Linked DNA regions of Sus scrofa: region 2 is linked to region 1. Evidence: chromatin contacts called from public Hi-C data. All regions are on one chromosome and are shown on one strand. Each heading gives the region's core, a stretch centred on a gene start, on an enhancer-like site or on the middle of the called end of the contact. The rest is flanking DNA. Distances are from core to core; before and after follow the strand shown. Region 1 holds the start of ACTR10 (actin-related protein 10). Region 2 holds the start of JKAMP (JNK1/MAPK8-associated membrane protein).

What was found. Hi-C and Micro-C count contacts between places; a contact is called where the count stands out from the background.
Region 2: a contact with region 1 is called in a Hi-C map of liver, with 7 times the contacts expected there. The contact joins the promoter of JKAMP here to the promoter of ACTR10 in region 1. A contact is called at or near these places in 2 of 5 promoter capture datasets (fetal liver and liver) and 2 of 47 Hi-C or Micro-C datasets (heart right ventricle and liver).

Annotation. Positions count from the first base shown.
Region 1 is chr1:187,306,094-187,313,353 of Sscrofa11.1, forward strand. ACTR10 (actin-related protein 10) reads left to right here and starts at 1,390. Exons shown (of 13, transcript XM_003353492.4): 1 at 1,390-1,761; 2 at 4,997-5,069; 3 at 7,098-7,180. The coding sequence starts at 1,685.
Region 2 is chr1:188,593,852-188,601,273 of Sscrofa11.1, forward strand. It overlaps JKAMP (JNK1/MAPK8-associated membrane protein), which reads left to right and starts at 4,605. Exons shown (of 7, transcript XM_021102711.1): 1 at 4,605-4,746; 2 at 6,735-6,826; 3 at 7,371-7,422. The coding sequence starts at 4,743. It overlaps L3HYPDH (trans-3-hydroxy-L-proline dehydratase), which reads right to left. Exons shown (of 8, transcript XR_002347129.1): 5 at 945-1,114.

The DNA.
Region 1 (7,260 bases), core at 140-2,639:
GCAGACATGGCTTGGATCTGGAGCTACATAGGTCAGCAGCTACAGCTCCAATTGACCCCTAGCCTGAGAACCTCCATATGCTGCCAGTGTGGCCCTAAAATAGCAACAACAACAACAACAACAAAAAGAAAGAAAAAGAAAGAAAAAGAAAGAAAGAAAGAAAGAAAGAAAAGAAAAAGGATGAGTCAAAGCATTATAGTCTCTGTGTTCCCCTTTGTGGATCAGCAGTAAGAACCTGACTAGTATTCATGAGGACTAGGTTTGATCCCTGGCCTCACTCAGTGGGTTAAGGATCTGGCATTGCTGTGAGCTCCCACGTAGGTTGAATTAGTGGCTGGGATCCGGAATTGCTGTGGTTGGTGTAGAGTGGCAGCTGCAGCTCCAATTTCAGCCATAGCACGGGAACTTCCATGTGCTGAGGGTTTGGCCCTAAAAAGACGAAAGAGAAAGAGGAAGAAAAGAAAGAAAAAAATAGAGCTGTGGAATTTCTGTAGTAGCTCAGCAGACATGGCTTGGATCTGGAGCTACACAGGTCAGCAGCTACAGCTCCAATTGACCCCTAGCCTGAGAACCTCCATGTGACTAGTATCCATGAGGAGGCAGGCTAGATCCCTGGCCTTGCTCAGTGGGTTAAGGATCCGGCTGCAGGTGAGTTGTGGTGAAGGCAGGTAATTACAAATCCAATTAGACCCCTAGCCTGGGAACTTCATTGCTGCGGGTGCAGCCCTAAAAAGAAAGAAAGAAAGAGAAAGAGAGATCGACAAAGAGAGAGAGAAAGAAAAAAAAAAAAATAGAGCTGTGAAATGACAGGATGTAAACAATCCTATCAGGGAACTCTTATTTTGTTGTTCAGACTGGCACAGAAAGACAGTTTACTAACTTTTCTCGGGTTACACAGCTACTAGGTTTAGTGTAAAAAAAAGAACCCTTGGTTCATTGTTCCTTCCATTAAACCACCTTGATTGTTCCTCCACAGATTTGTAGATGCTACTTGAACTGCTTTCTTTCACATTAAAATTAATTTTCAGCAAAATGACTACCAAATAAAATTCTGTGTGTGTTATTCCTTAAGGCATCAGCAGTATAGTTTTTGAAATCAGAAAGACTAGGGGTCCAACCTTGGCTTTGCTATGGGAACATTCCTACGGTTCGAACAGGTAAAAAAGTAACACCTATTCTTGGCATTCCTTGCGAAGAATAAATGATAGGCAGAACACTTGGCCTTTACTCCAAGACTGCACGAAACGAAGCTTTTGGGTTGTATCGTCTCTCAGCTGCTGCGGCACTAAAAGGTCTAGAAAAGGTCCACAAGAACGATGGGAAAGACCTCGATCCCGGCGCTACTTGAGGGCGTGTCCGGAGGGAAGGACCCGGAGTTGGCTCCGCCCCATCCCGGGGCGCCCGACGCGCCTGATCGCCTTGGTCCTCTGCATCCCCCACCTCCGGATTAGCGGCCGCCCGCTCGCCTTCCTCCCTAGTCCGAAAACGGGGGCGCCTGAGAGTGTTGAGGACCGACGCGGAGTGAGGCACAGCCTGGGGCATCCCAGCCCGGCGCGCCGCGGCCACGCGAGGCCCCCGCCGTCGCCGCCACCGCCCGTGCACCGTCGCTCCGCCCCGCCCCCCAAGAGCCGAGGCCCGGCGGCCGCCGAGTCCGCGTCCTCTTTGCACCAGCTTGTTTACAACCATGCCGCTCTACGAGGGCCTGGGGAGCGGCGGGGAGAAAACGGCGGTCGTGATAGACCTGGGAGAGGCTTTTACCAAGTGAGTGGCTGTGGCGCCGGCTGCGGTCGTCCTGAGGGGAGGGCGGGTAGCCGAACCCCAGGCCCAGCCCGGGTACTCGAGAGGCGGCTTGCTAGGTCGACACTTCTTCCCCCAGGACCTCCGCAAATGACGCCCCTTTTTACTCTCACTGTGGGCGGTGCGAATCCCTAGGATCCTGTGGGATGGTCAGGTTCTGACTCCTAGAGGCCCTGGAGGCTTCGGGAGAATTGCCTTCGCCGCCCTAGGTCGTCACCCCAAACTGAACAGACCCTTTGGGGTCATTTATGCAGGGGATGACAGCGATGACCTAGACCCGGCTTACCCTGGGCTTATATGCCTAGGAAGGTGGCAGCCGAACTGTAATGCCTGATGACGATCTCCATTATTAAACACGTATTGAGCCGAGCTTTTGTTCATGCTGGAAATTCAAATATGTTTAAGACAGGGCTGTTCCGAGCTTTTGTTCATGCTGGAAATTCAAATATGTTTAAGACAGGGCTGTTGCTTCTGAAGAATAGGAAGTCAAATTAGAGTGGCTCAAGATATAATGAAGTGAAACTGTATAGATAAGACTCTGGAGAGCCTTTATGGCTCTCTCTACCGCTCAACTCTTAGATTAGTAAATTTAACATGTTTTAAGAGACAACTTGTAAACAGTGGAGTAATGGTCTCAACTGTAAGGGTGGCATAGATCCCTTTGACTAGGCAAAACCACAAATACAAAAATCTTAAATGATTTGCATGAAACTTCAGAGATTGATGGACCTTCACAGTGGTTCTTGGACACCAGGTTGAAAGCCCTTGTACTAGGTTCAAGATACAGGCAAGTGACAGCCAGAATTCCATCTTAGATATATCTGAAGTGGAATCATCTGAGAAAATTTTTTATATATCTCTAAATAGTGCCTAATATATAGTATGTAGTTACATAACTATTTGTTGAATAAGGCATCAAAAGAGCCTATTTAAGAATTGGGGAGTTCCCATCATGGCTCAGCAGAAACGAATCTGACTAGCATCTTTGAGGATGTAGGTTCAATCCCTCGCCTCGCTCAGGGGGTTAAGGATCTGGCATTACCATGAGCTGTGGTGTAGGTCAAAGATGTGGCTCAGATCCAGCGTTGCTATGGCTGTGGCATGAGCCAGAGCTACAGCTCCAATCCAACCCCTAGCCTGGGAACTTCCACATGCCATGGGACCAGTCATAAAAAGACCAAAAAAAAAAAAAGAATTGGATCTCAGTTACTCCAGAATTGGATTAAACGTAGTCTTTTTTGTTAAGGGAGTTCCCATTCCTGTCTCGGCAGAAAGGAACCTGACTAGTATCCGTGACCATGTGGGTTCAGTCACTGGCCTCTCAATGGGTTAAGGGTCTGGCCTCGCGTGAGCTGTGGTGTAGGCCAGCACCTACAGCTCCGGTTCAGCCCTAGCCTGGGAACTTCATATGCCATGGGTGCAGCCCTAAAAAAAATAAAAATAAAAAAACAAAAAACAAAACAGAAACACGAAGTCTTTGGTTCATGACATTCTCTTACAAATATGCAAGATCCTCCCATATTTGTATTTTCTTACCTATTTTTAAAGGCTTATTTTAATAACATAAGTATGTTGAGGCTGACACCCAAAGATAATTATTGAAAAGCAGAAGGCAACTATATAGGAGAATGATTATTGACAAAGGCAACAGGCGGGTGGTAAGGTGAGTTTATGCAGCTAACCAGTAGGTTGCCCCCTTGAGAATTTGAGGAGCACTGGTAGAAGTAAACATGAAGATGTGACTGATAGAAGATGAAGAGAGCTGTTTGGGAATTAGAGGTAAATACTGAAAACTGGACAAGAAGAGATAAGGATAAGACTAAACTTGTATGTTAATCCTTCTTAACAACTTTTTTTTTTTTTTTTTTTTTTTTTTTTTTGTCTTTTTAGGGCCACATCCACGGCATATGGAGGTTCCCAAGGTAGGGGTCAAATCAGAGCTACAGCTGCTGGCCTACACCACAAGCAATGCTAGATCCGAGCCTACACCACAGCTCATGGCAACGCCGGATCCTTAACCCACTGAGCAGGGCCAGGGATCGAACCCGAGACCTCATGGATACTAGTCAGGTTCATTAACCTCTAAGCCACGATGGGAACTCCTTAACAACATTTTTAACAAAGTTTTGTTTTACATAAAACAGAAGTGGAAATATTGGAAGTTCCCATGTGGCTCAGTGGGTTAAGAATCTTATGTTGCTGCAGCAGTGGTGCAGGTTGCAACTGCAGCATGGGTTTGATCCCTGGCCCAGGAACTTCCACATGCCACAGATTCAGCAAAGAAAAAAAGAAGAAGAAAAAGTGGAAATACTTAAATACTCAAGGAAAGAGAACAGTTTTTTAAAAGGATGACATACTGTGCAATTTTTAAAATGACAGTAGCGAAGGTCAATAATATTGGCAGAAGTTTATTGTATAATTCATTATGTCTGAACAGTATGATTATAGTTATATCAAATATGCATAGTTTAAAAAATAAACCAAAGGAAACATCAGTATGGAAGCTAATGATATTAGAATGATCAAATTGTGAGTAATGTATGAATTATAGGAATGAAGTACAGATCCAGGGTGATAGGGGTACATAAAGTTCAAGTAAAAACCTGTAAAAAACAGATAATTCACTAAGATAATAATATCTGGTTTATTTAACTGTTTTATTTAACTGTTTATTTAACTGTTACTGGTTTATTTAACTGTTACTAATTGAAACTGTTATTTTTTTTTTACCTTTAACACACAGTTACGGAGTTCCTGTTGTGGCTCAGCAGGTTAGGAACCCATCTAGTATCCATGGGAATGCAGATTCAATCCCTGGCCTCGCTCAGTGGGCTAAGGATCTAGCTTTGCTGTAAGCTGTGGTGTAGGTCGCAGACACAGCTTGGATCCCACGTTGATGTGGCTGTGGTGTAGGCCAGCATCCAAAGCTCTGATTTGACCTCTAGCTTGGGAACTTTCATATGTGGCAGGTTCAACACTAAAAAGCCAAAAAAAAAAAAAAAAAAAAAAACCCACAAAACACACAATTATGAATAGATGGTATTAATTTTTGCTTAGTTTATTTGTCCCTGTGTATGCATCAGAAATATTTCTACATGTTTTTGTGACCACTGCTTTGAAACAAATACAGAAAAACTTGTTTCTGTGACAAATATAAAGAAGTTATAATTTATTGTTTCAATTTTCTGTATATTTGCAGGTGTGGATTTGCTGGAGAAACTGGTCCAAGATGTATAATTCCTAGTGTAATAAAAAAAGCCGGCATGCCTAAGGTATTTTTTTAAGCAAATTAGCAAAATAAATGTTGTACTATAAAATGTTTTTAAATGGGACTCTAAATAAGATTGACTAGAATACAGATAAATCTATAGCTTATGACTATATTCCAAGAAAACTTTTTTGAATCTTTATTTAGGTTTAATTTTGCATACAATAAAATTCACTTGTTTTAAGTGTACAACTCAGTGATTTTTAGTAAATATATAAAGTTGTGCAGCCATCACCAGAGTCCAGTTTTAGAACATTTTTGTCATCCCAGTAAGCTCTCTAATGCCTGCTTATAGTTAATCCCCATTCCCACCCCAAGCCCACCACTGATGTTCTTTCTGTCTCTATAGATATGCCTCTTCTATACAATTTATATAGATGGGATTATATAATAGCAAGATAAATTATATAATATCACTATGACCTTACTAAAATAATTACACAAGCCTTGTAATTATAGAATCATTTTATTCTTACCCTTTTCAGCATGTAAATGAGGGCCTTGTTTCTTTATCTGTAATTCAAAAGACCTGTAAAAAACAAATGTTAAGAAAGTTTCTTGCCAAAGCTAATTTGGCAGATGGGAATTATGGAACAATAGAAAGAATAATTTTACATGCCCTAAAATTCACCCATTAAAATCAAGTGCAGATTTTTCTCCCACAACTTAATATTTGTGTTCTCGAAAACCTCTCCTTGATCACAAATTAAAACAGGTTTGGAGGAAAAGAGAGACAACCTTTATAAAACCTGTGTAATTTTGTAATCCGAGCACTAGCAAGAACAAAAATTAATACCACAGGAAAAAATTAGTATAGCTTTGAGTTGTGGCTAAGTGTGACTAGAGGCTCTCTTGGGGATATTTAAAATAAAATGAAATAATTGAAACTGAAGGTTAGGGGGTTCTGAGGCAGTGCAGAAAGAAATGAGTTCTGAGCCGATTGGGCTGTTGTTAAGGTGGGACCAGAGGAAATGCAGCCCAGTAAAGAGTCTTGAAAGAGCCCACTCTGGTACAGGAGCCCCTGGTACACAGGATCATTTAAACTTTTTTTAAAAAGATCTGAAAGAATGCCTATTTGTGTGTCTACTGAGTTAACTACTTTCTTTACTTTTTTTTTTTTAAATTCAGATTGGTTTTGTTTAATTTTTTAAAGTATAGTTGATTTACAATGTTCTAACAATTTCTGCTGTAAAGTGACCCAGTTACACACACACACACACACACACCTTTCTTTATCTTGATGAAGGTTATAACTCTGTCTTCATAATCTCAGCTCCTCTTGCTTAATATGAACTCTACAACTTTCATATCATGTAGACAGTATTCCCTTATTTAACAAATGCATGCATATTTGGTTTCATAAAAGCACATTTTGGAGTAGGATACAGTAAATGAAGCATCTGTGATTTGTTAGTGTTGATTTAGCTTAGTGTTTGCATATACTGCTTCAGTGCTAATGGTGCATGTTTTCATTTTTGCCATACATATTTATGAGCTAGGTATTTTGTGCCTAGCACTATATCACTTGAAGGAGAGTATATCATAAGTAAGCCAAAAACAGTTCTTGCCCCGTAGAGTTCGTAGTCTAATGGAAAGTAGACCCTTTTACAAGCAATTAAATGGGGTGATAATATAAAAGGGAAAGAGTCAGTGCTTTGGGAGTAAATAGCAGGAACTGAACCAAGTCTGGAGTATTTGAGGAAGCCTTTAATGCTTTTTAATTGATACTTATTTTTTATCACTACTGCCAAAATGATGTCAGATGGAAGAAAAATGTTTTGAACACAACTGTTTACTTACTATGGACACACACTTTTATCCCAATAAACCAAAACATTTTGTCATCTTGGACATTCTAGTTCTTACAGATGTCTAAAAAAGTGACATTTTTTATTTTTAGTGTTTGTATCTATTCTCAAAATAGAAATTGCTTTTGATTTATTATCAGAAAATTCATTGGTAGAATAAATAAGCATGTTTTAATTCTGATTTTTATTATTGTAAATTAATAAATCCTTTTAATTTTTTATAGCCTATCAAAGTTGTACAATATAATATCAATACAGAAGAATTATATTCCTACCTAAAGGAATTCATCCACATACTATATTTCAGGTAAATGCAGTTATGTTTTTTTTACCTAGCTTTTTCTAATGCCCCTATGGTGATATTTGGTTGTATTATTTCTTAGTGCA
Region 2 (7,422 bases), core at 3,355-5,854, 1.3 Mb after region 1:
TATGTTTAAATAACCACAAATTAAATTAGTATATATGCATTATTAAAGTTAGTAGTAACCATTTATTGAACATTTACTATAGCAAGGCACTGTTACAAGTCCTTTACATTTATTGACTTACTCTTACAACACCATACAAAGCATGTATTTCATAATTTCCATTTACAAATGGGAAAACTGAGGCACATGGAGGTTATGCAACTCGTTCAAGGCTGAGGCAGTGAAGGTTATATAATGTGTTCAAGGTTACAAAAGTTACAAGTAGCAAAGTTATAACTCCCAGGTAGTTTTGCTCTAGAGCCTAAAAGTAGAGCTAGTATCCTATTCTTAGTACTAGTAATAATTTGAATATAGAAGATATTTAATTTTCTGTATAGAAGAGTCATTTATATTCACTCCATGCCACAGAAGAGGGTATGAACTGGAGATTGGCACTTGCCTTCTGCCTCTAATCGGATTGAATTGTGAGCTGCTGCAGCTGCTGACCCTCCCTCGGCACCCCCTGCGGGGAGCTCAGGGTGGAGATCAGGAATGGAGTGCTCTGTGTTCTGAGGAAACTGGCAAAAAAAGGTCTTCACATAGTTAGATATTTTCAGAAGATTATGAGCCCAATTCTTGTATCTCCTCATATCTAGAATAGCACAAAAATCCTTCATGGTGATGTCTGCTCCTTGTGACGAGTAGTGACCTTCATGAGACTAGCAGCAACCTTCAGCAAAATGTGTGCTTGGTTGCAAGTACCTCCCCCTTCACCAAAATCACATGTATACTGACCTTCTTCCTGCCTCTCTGGAGCAGTATTTCAGAGGCATCTGAAATGCTGCCTCCTGGGCTATAGTCCTCACTTTGCCCCCAATAAAACTTAACTCTCAGCTTTTAGGTTGTGCTATTTTTTTTTTTAAGTTGATAAGGGCATCTGTTCCCATAGCAGCATCTGTACTGACCTGGGCTTTCACGGCTTCTGTCACTGCACTTGCTGCATCCACAAGGTCCCTTGTCTTTGAGGAACATACATCGAGTCCTAACTTTTCAGCACTAACAAATGCATAAAATGCGCCACCATATGCAATATCCACCACTACCTTTCCACGACCAGGAACATCCACTAGGAGATCTAAAAAAGATGTGTTTGAAAATAAGGTTGTTTTTAGTATTTCAGCAATAAAATTCACAGCATTTTAAATATGTGTATTTGGGAAGGGGGGTCACTTTTTCCCATCATAAAAAAGGAATGAAGCAAAAATCCATTTTCAAAATGAGTATGCATCTGGTAAATAACAACAGAACTTTAGATCACTCAATTAAAAAGTAGAGAAATACACTTATTTAAAGTTCTTATCTAAAGCATCTCTCTCTTTTGTTTTTGTTTTTTGTTTTTTTAGGCCCATTCCTGCAGTATATGGAGGTTCCCAGGCTAGAGGTCAAATCAGAGCTACAGCTGCCAGTCTACACCACAGCCACAGCCACACGAGATCTGAGCTGCATCTGTGACCTACACCACAGCTTACAGCAACGCCGGATCATTAGCCCACTGAGCAAGGCCAGGGATCAAACCTGCAACCTCATGGTTCCTAGTTGGATTCATTTCCGCTTCGAAACGGGAACTCCTCATCTCTCTATTTTTAACTTAGTGAGGTTTGCATAAGTTTTAGAACGAGTGCCATGTTTTCCTAAATCATACTTACATATTTTGTTAACTAATCTGAGGATCTTTTCTAGAAAACATCATAGAGGCAGAGAGAGAGAAAACCCTGGGACATGAACATGTGAAAACTACAAAGAAAATGTAGGTCCCTTCTCATACTATTGGGAATGGTTTAAAACAATAAGGATTTTGGAGTCTATTCACAAAGTGGTCTTCTTCAGCTGTAATGTTATATACTCTCTCTCTATATATATATGTTATATATACTTATCTACTATATGTTATATACACTTATTTATCTAGATATTTTCATGTCATGAAAGTATCCTGCAGGCGAATACCAAGAATAAAGTTATTGTAGCTTTGCATCAGGGTTTTTATTTGTGGGTATTTTATACCTCTGACATACCCAAAGTTTCTCCTGAAATGCTGTTATTTGAAATCCTAAATTTGTATTTCCAAAGGGATGGGACTTGGGGACATTAAAACTGTTTTATCCCTCCCCTACTTCCTCCCCAATTCAAGTGGGCTTGGTGATCACAGCCTCTGGGGGAGGCACAGGGCAGGGGAAAAAGCAGGTCTTTATGCTTTTGTTTTATAGAAACTTAAGCTATCGGGGGAGGTGACTGTTTGGCAAAGGAGTGTCCCAAAGGGAGAATATTTCTCCTGGTCAACAGAGAAACTACCTCTGGACCAAGAAAAGAGGCTGAAGGTTCTGAGTGCAGAGGACCTGTGTGGACTTTCCCAGGGCACCTTAAGGAGGCTAAGGGGTGTGGCAGAGACAGCAAGGAGAAGCAGGAGGCAGAGGACAGGGCAGGTCACATGGCCAAGGGAGATGCGGTTTTGCTGGCTTACCCTGCAGGCTGTTAAGGCCCTCCTTTCCAAGACTTGGCACCTTTGAGAAACCTTTGCTCACGCATACATCAGAAAAGGGGGCAGCACGTGGAGCAATGAGACTAAGTCAACCAACAGGGTAGAGTGGGGTCTTGAATTCAGAAATTAAGTTGTCCGCCAGAGCCACAGCAACTCGGGATCCAAGATGTGTCTGAGATCTACACCAGAGCTCACGGCAACTCCAGATCCTTAACTCACCGAGCGAGCCCAGGGATTGAACCCGAAACCTCACGGATACTAGTTGGTTCGGTAACTGCTGAGCCACAATGGGAACTCCCCAAAGTGGTATTCTTTATCAACTTGTGTGATTCAGCAGCCTGAGGTTGCTATAAGACTCAAATGCCTGGGCTAACACTGCATCATTCATAGCAGTCATAATCAGGCTAATCTGGAATTCAAATCCAAGAGGAAGATCAAGATCAAATTAACAGAAGGATGTGCATGGCCTGAAGACTCTGGAGAAAAGGAATGATACCCCTATTCCTGGACTAAATCAGCTTCCAGCTCACTTCAGTCAGACTACTAACGCATCCTCAGTGACAGAATTCAGCCTTTACTCATAGAATTTGTAGGAATCTCCCTCTTTGTAAGGATTACAGGCATAGACACTCCATTTCACATGACATTCAGGCTCTGTACCACAGAAACCACCAAAACCTTTGAAAGGCTCTGCACACCTAGAGAACTAGCAACCCTAAATATTCTGCAGTCTTTCTGTCTCTAAGAAAATATATATTTTTTAAAATTCTAAGTTCCTTGTATATACTCTCATTAAACCCTCACAAAAAAAACCTCAGTGAGTTAACAAACGAGGACACAACAGGCACAGAGAAGTAATTTGACAAAGGCTGACAACTTTAAGGAGGTATAAGGATTTGGACCCAGGCAACGTCTGTTTCTATTCTAAAGGCAACGTCCATATCTTCTTGAAAAGATTTGATTCTTTAATTCTTCCCTTAAGAAGTGGGCAAAACACTTTTTGCAGACGAGTTTTAGTAACTTGTGTCTACTAACTTGTCTGGGGGTAATAACATGTTAGCAAGCAAATTCTGAGCCAGCTTGGAGCCCCGGTAGGTCGGCTGTTTTTTGTACTTTCCTTGACCCTAGTGGACCTTGCTTCATCCAACTGTGAAATCTCTAGGAATGTCTGACGAGTGGGGAACTAGGCGCTGAGTAAGGGAAACACGGAATTCTGCACTCCTCAAGGCTCTCCCCAAACCACAGGTGGACAGATCTGCAGGATAATCAAATTGCATGCACTACACAAATTCGCAAGGCTAAGATGCTGTCACACATTTGCAGTGATTTAGGATTACCTTCTTACTGATTGCAAAGGCTTGTGGAGTGGGTTAGTTGTGCTGCGTGCGTGAGTTCCAGCCTAGAGAGAGTTAATGTAATTAGTTGGGTCCAGGGCTGCAGGGCTGGAAGAGTCCTACGGGTTACCTGTGGCCAGCGCAAAGGCTGGGACGCTGTGGAAGCGCACCGGGCCGCGACTGCGGCCGCCCTCGCACTCCACGAAGGCGGTCACCAGCCCGCACGGGCAGTGGATGTTGACGAGGGCCTCGCGGGCGCCGGTCGGGGGCGCCGACACGAGGCCATAGTCGAGCGCGAAGCGGCCCAGCGCCAGCACTGCGTGGCCACACATGGAGCTGTAGCCCTCGTTGTGCAGAAACAGGACGCCTAGGTGCGCTTCCGGCAGCTCGCTGGGCACCAGCACAGCTCCGTACATGTCCCTGTGCCCCCGGGGTTCAAACATAAGCCGTCGCCGCACGTAGTCAAGGTGCTGGCGCATGTAGCGCCGCTTGGCCAGCAGTGTGGGTCCAGCCACCTCCGGACACCCCGCTAGCACGATTCGCAGGGGTTCGCCGCCCGTGTGCATGTCCACAACGGACAGCGCCGGCGTCCCCGGGTCGTGCGGAGGCAGCTGAGCCACCGGCAGCCTGCTTGCCATTGTCGTCGACCGGGAGATCAACCACTACGCGACCACCGGCGCTTTAAGCCGCAGGCCCACTCGCGTCGTCCGCGCCAGGGGGGGCGGGGCCACGGAGCTTATACCAGGAAGCGCGAGGCGGGGCGGGGCTTCGGGACGGTCACCGGGTTACCAGGAGGCGGGGCCGCCGAGGCGGCTTTGGCCCGGATGTCCGGGCGCTGTGGCGGGGTTGGCTGATCCCGGAGCTTCTCCCGGGAAACCTACAAGCTGCCGATGGGTGAGTGGTCGCCGAGGTCCTGGGAAGCGTTTCATCCTAGTCCCTGCTTCTTCCCTATGCTGCCAGCTCTGGGCTCGGCCCCAGCGGGTGGCCTCCGAATAGCAGCGAATCTTTGTCCCTTGTTTCCACCCGCTGTCGGCTGGGCCGAGGTGGGATGGGGATGGGCTGCGCTGCTCACTAGCCGCAGAGGGGAGACCGACTGCAGAGGGAGAACGGCTGCCTACTGCAGGGGAAAGGCCAGACCTTTGTTGTTTGTTCAGAATGTCACTTCAGCCCCTCTGTTTCAGTCCCTTTGTTTAACATTCCTGTGGGTTGACTCGACATTTAAAGCAAGGGCGTAAGTAAGTGCAGGAAAACAGTAAAGGAAGCAGAAACTAATTGCTGCATAACTGTTGTGTCCTGCTTCAGCATCTAACGTAAGTTTTTAGGGCCCTTCACAAAGAAGCAAGACGGTTGCAAAAAAAGTCCTTTAGACCTCCTTTAATAAGGGAAATGAAAGGAAAAAATGAGCGGACCCTGGGAGCCAGGGGTTTTTTTGGTCGATGATAAGCTGTTGCTTTCAGTTTATCATACCGGTTTTCAGGCTTTGGATTTGGGAAACTTTAGATTGTTTACACCCAGATGCATTTATTAAGCATCTACTAGGTGCAAAACCAGTATAGAAGAAGTTTCCAATTCTTAACTTCTGCTGTCTTGGAAAATCTGAAACAACTCGTTTCCATCTATAAGTTTAGAACCTTATGATTACACTTGGTGTATTACGATTGATTTAAAAATAAGTTTTAAGTAAAGAAGCCTATGGATTTTTTAAGAAGTCGGCAATTGGCAAAAGTGAAAATATTAAGCTTGAGGCATTTAAGTACTATTTCTGTCTTTCTCAACAGCACACGGAGAAAGAAAGAAAAAGTCTACTTGAACTTGAAAGAAGAAAGGGTATAGTGGATCAGGCAGTCTCTAGATTGTGAATTCATGAAGAATTTCGGAAAGGGTTGTTCAAGAATAGTCATAAAATGCATAATTTCTCAAACTAGCTCACATTTGACCCCATTTGTTTGGGATTTATTCCACACTGGGGTGTAGGTTCTTTGACGGAGTGACTCTGTAGTGTTCCTGTGTGGGTATTTTGTGGTCCCTAACCTGTGGAATCAGACACTTGATGCATGTTTACTGATGAGTGAATCCATGATCAAAGGGAATCAGATGTCACTGATATATTAAAAACAAAAACAAAAACCTTCCTTCAATAACTTCTTCCTGTAGATGAGGTCAATGACAGTTTGTAGGCTCTGAGTTTTTAGGTAAAAAGGAGCCACTTTTTAGGTTCTCCAAGCCTTGACATCAGGGGTTGATTCTAAAGCAGGGGTTCCCAAGTATTGGTCAGAGGCCTACGCCACCTTGACGAAATTGTCACCTGTCCTCCACAAAAATCACCGAAGTTAGGACAATTTACTAAGCTTCTTATGAATGTATTTATTTTAAAGTCCTTACCTATGTTCTGAAATTATGTGTCCCTTCTGCTTTTCTGGTATTAAAATGTGTTCTATCACGAAGAAAGGTGATAATAGATTTCGTGTGTGTGTGTTTGTCTGTGTCAACTTAATGTCCTGACTGTGCAGAATAAAAAGTGGTGATTGATAAGTCCTTTAGTTTTAAAAAAGGGAAATTCTAGACCATCTAATCAAGGGCAGTGGCTGGCTGGAGCCACTGGAGACCAACCAAGGTAGGCTTTGAGTTCTGAGGACAGAGTGTGCTCTGCTGTTTGGGGACCTTAATTTTTAGGAACAATATTAGCTACAAGGTTCCATATGACTTTCTGCAGTGTCACAGGGTAAAAGGAAAAATTTAAATAAATGCATCAAGACTTTTGTCTAATACATATTTTTAAATTGAAACTGTCTTGAGATACTTCGGCCAAATTTTCAGCTATTACTGATTTATTTTTTATAATCACAAGAGATGTTACTATACTGGCATTTGTTTTTAAAAAGCTGTCGATATTCAACCAGCATGCCTTGGACTTTATTGTGGGAAGACCCTGTTATTTAAAAATGGCTCAACAGAAATATATGGAGAATGTGGGGTAAGTGAACATTTATATATTATTTCATTTGTGAAACCTTTTTGCTTCTGAAATATTGTCATGTAGAAACTGTTTTCTTCAATGTACTCAACTTAGAATATGGAGGCATTAATAAAATCCTTATTTGTGTTGTTATATTGGTTGTGTATAATACATCTTCTGACAGTCACAATTACTATTTTTTAATTTGATAATTTTATAATAATTTCTAATGAACTTTTCATTAATATAGTACAGTGACTTGGACTGTAAGTTAACATTTACAACTCCAGAGCATTTCTCTGCAGTTACTTTCATTGTGTGAATAACTAGGTTTTTGTTGTTCAACCATTTTGGTGACTTAATAAAGAGAGTCATTTAAGGGCATTATACAGATATAGCAAATACAGTGTAGATTGCTTTTTATTTTACTTATACTCTCTCTTAGATGCACATGTAAATAGAAGTTTAAATTGAAGTGGGATGTCAGTGAATGATTTGTGGGGGAGGCGTTAAGGTTCTAAAATAATATCTGTACATAAAATACTGTTCTTATATATTGTAGGTATGTCCAAGAGGACAGAGAACAAATGCACAGAAATATTGTCAGCCTTGCA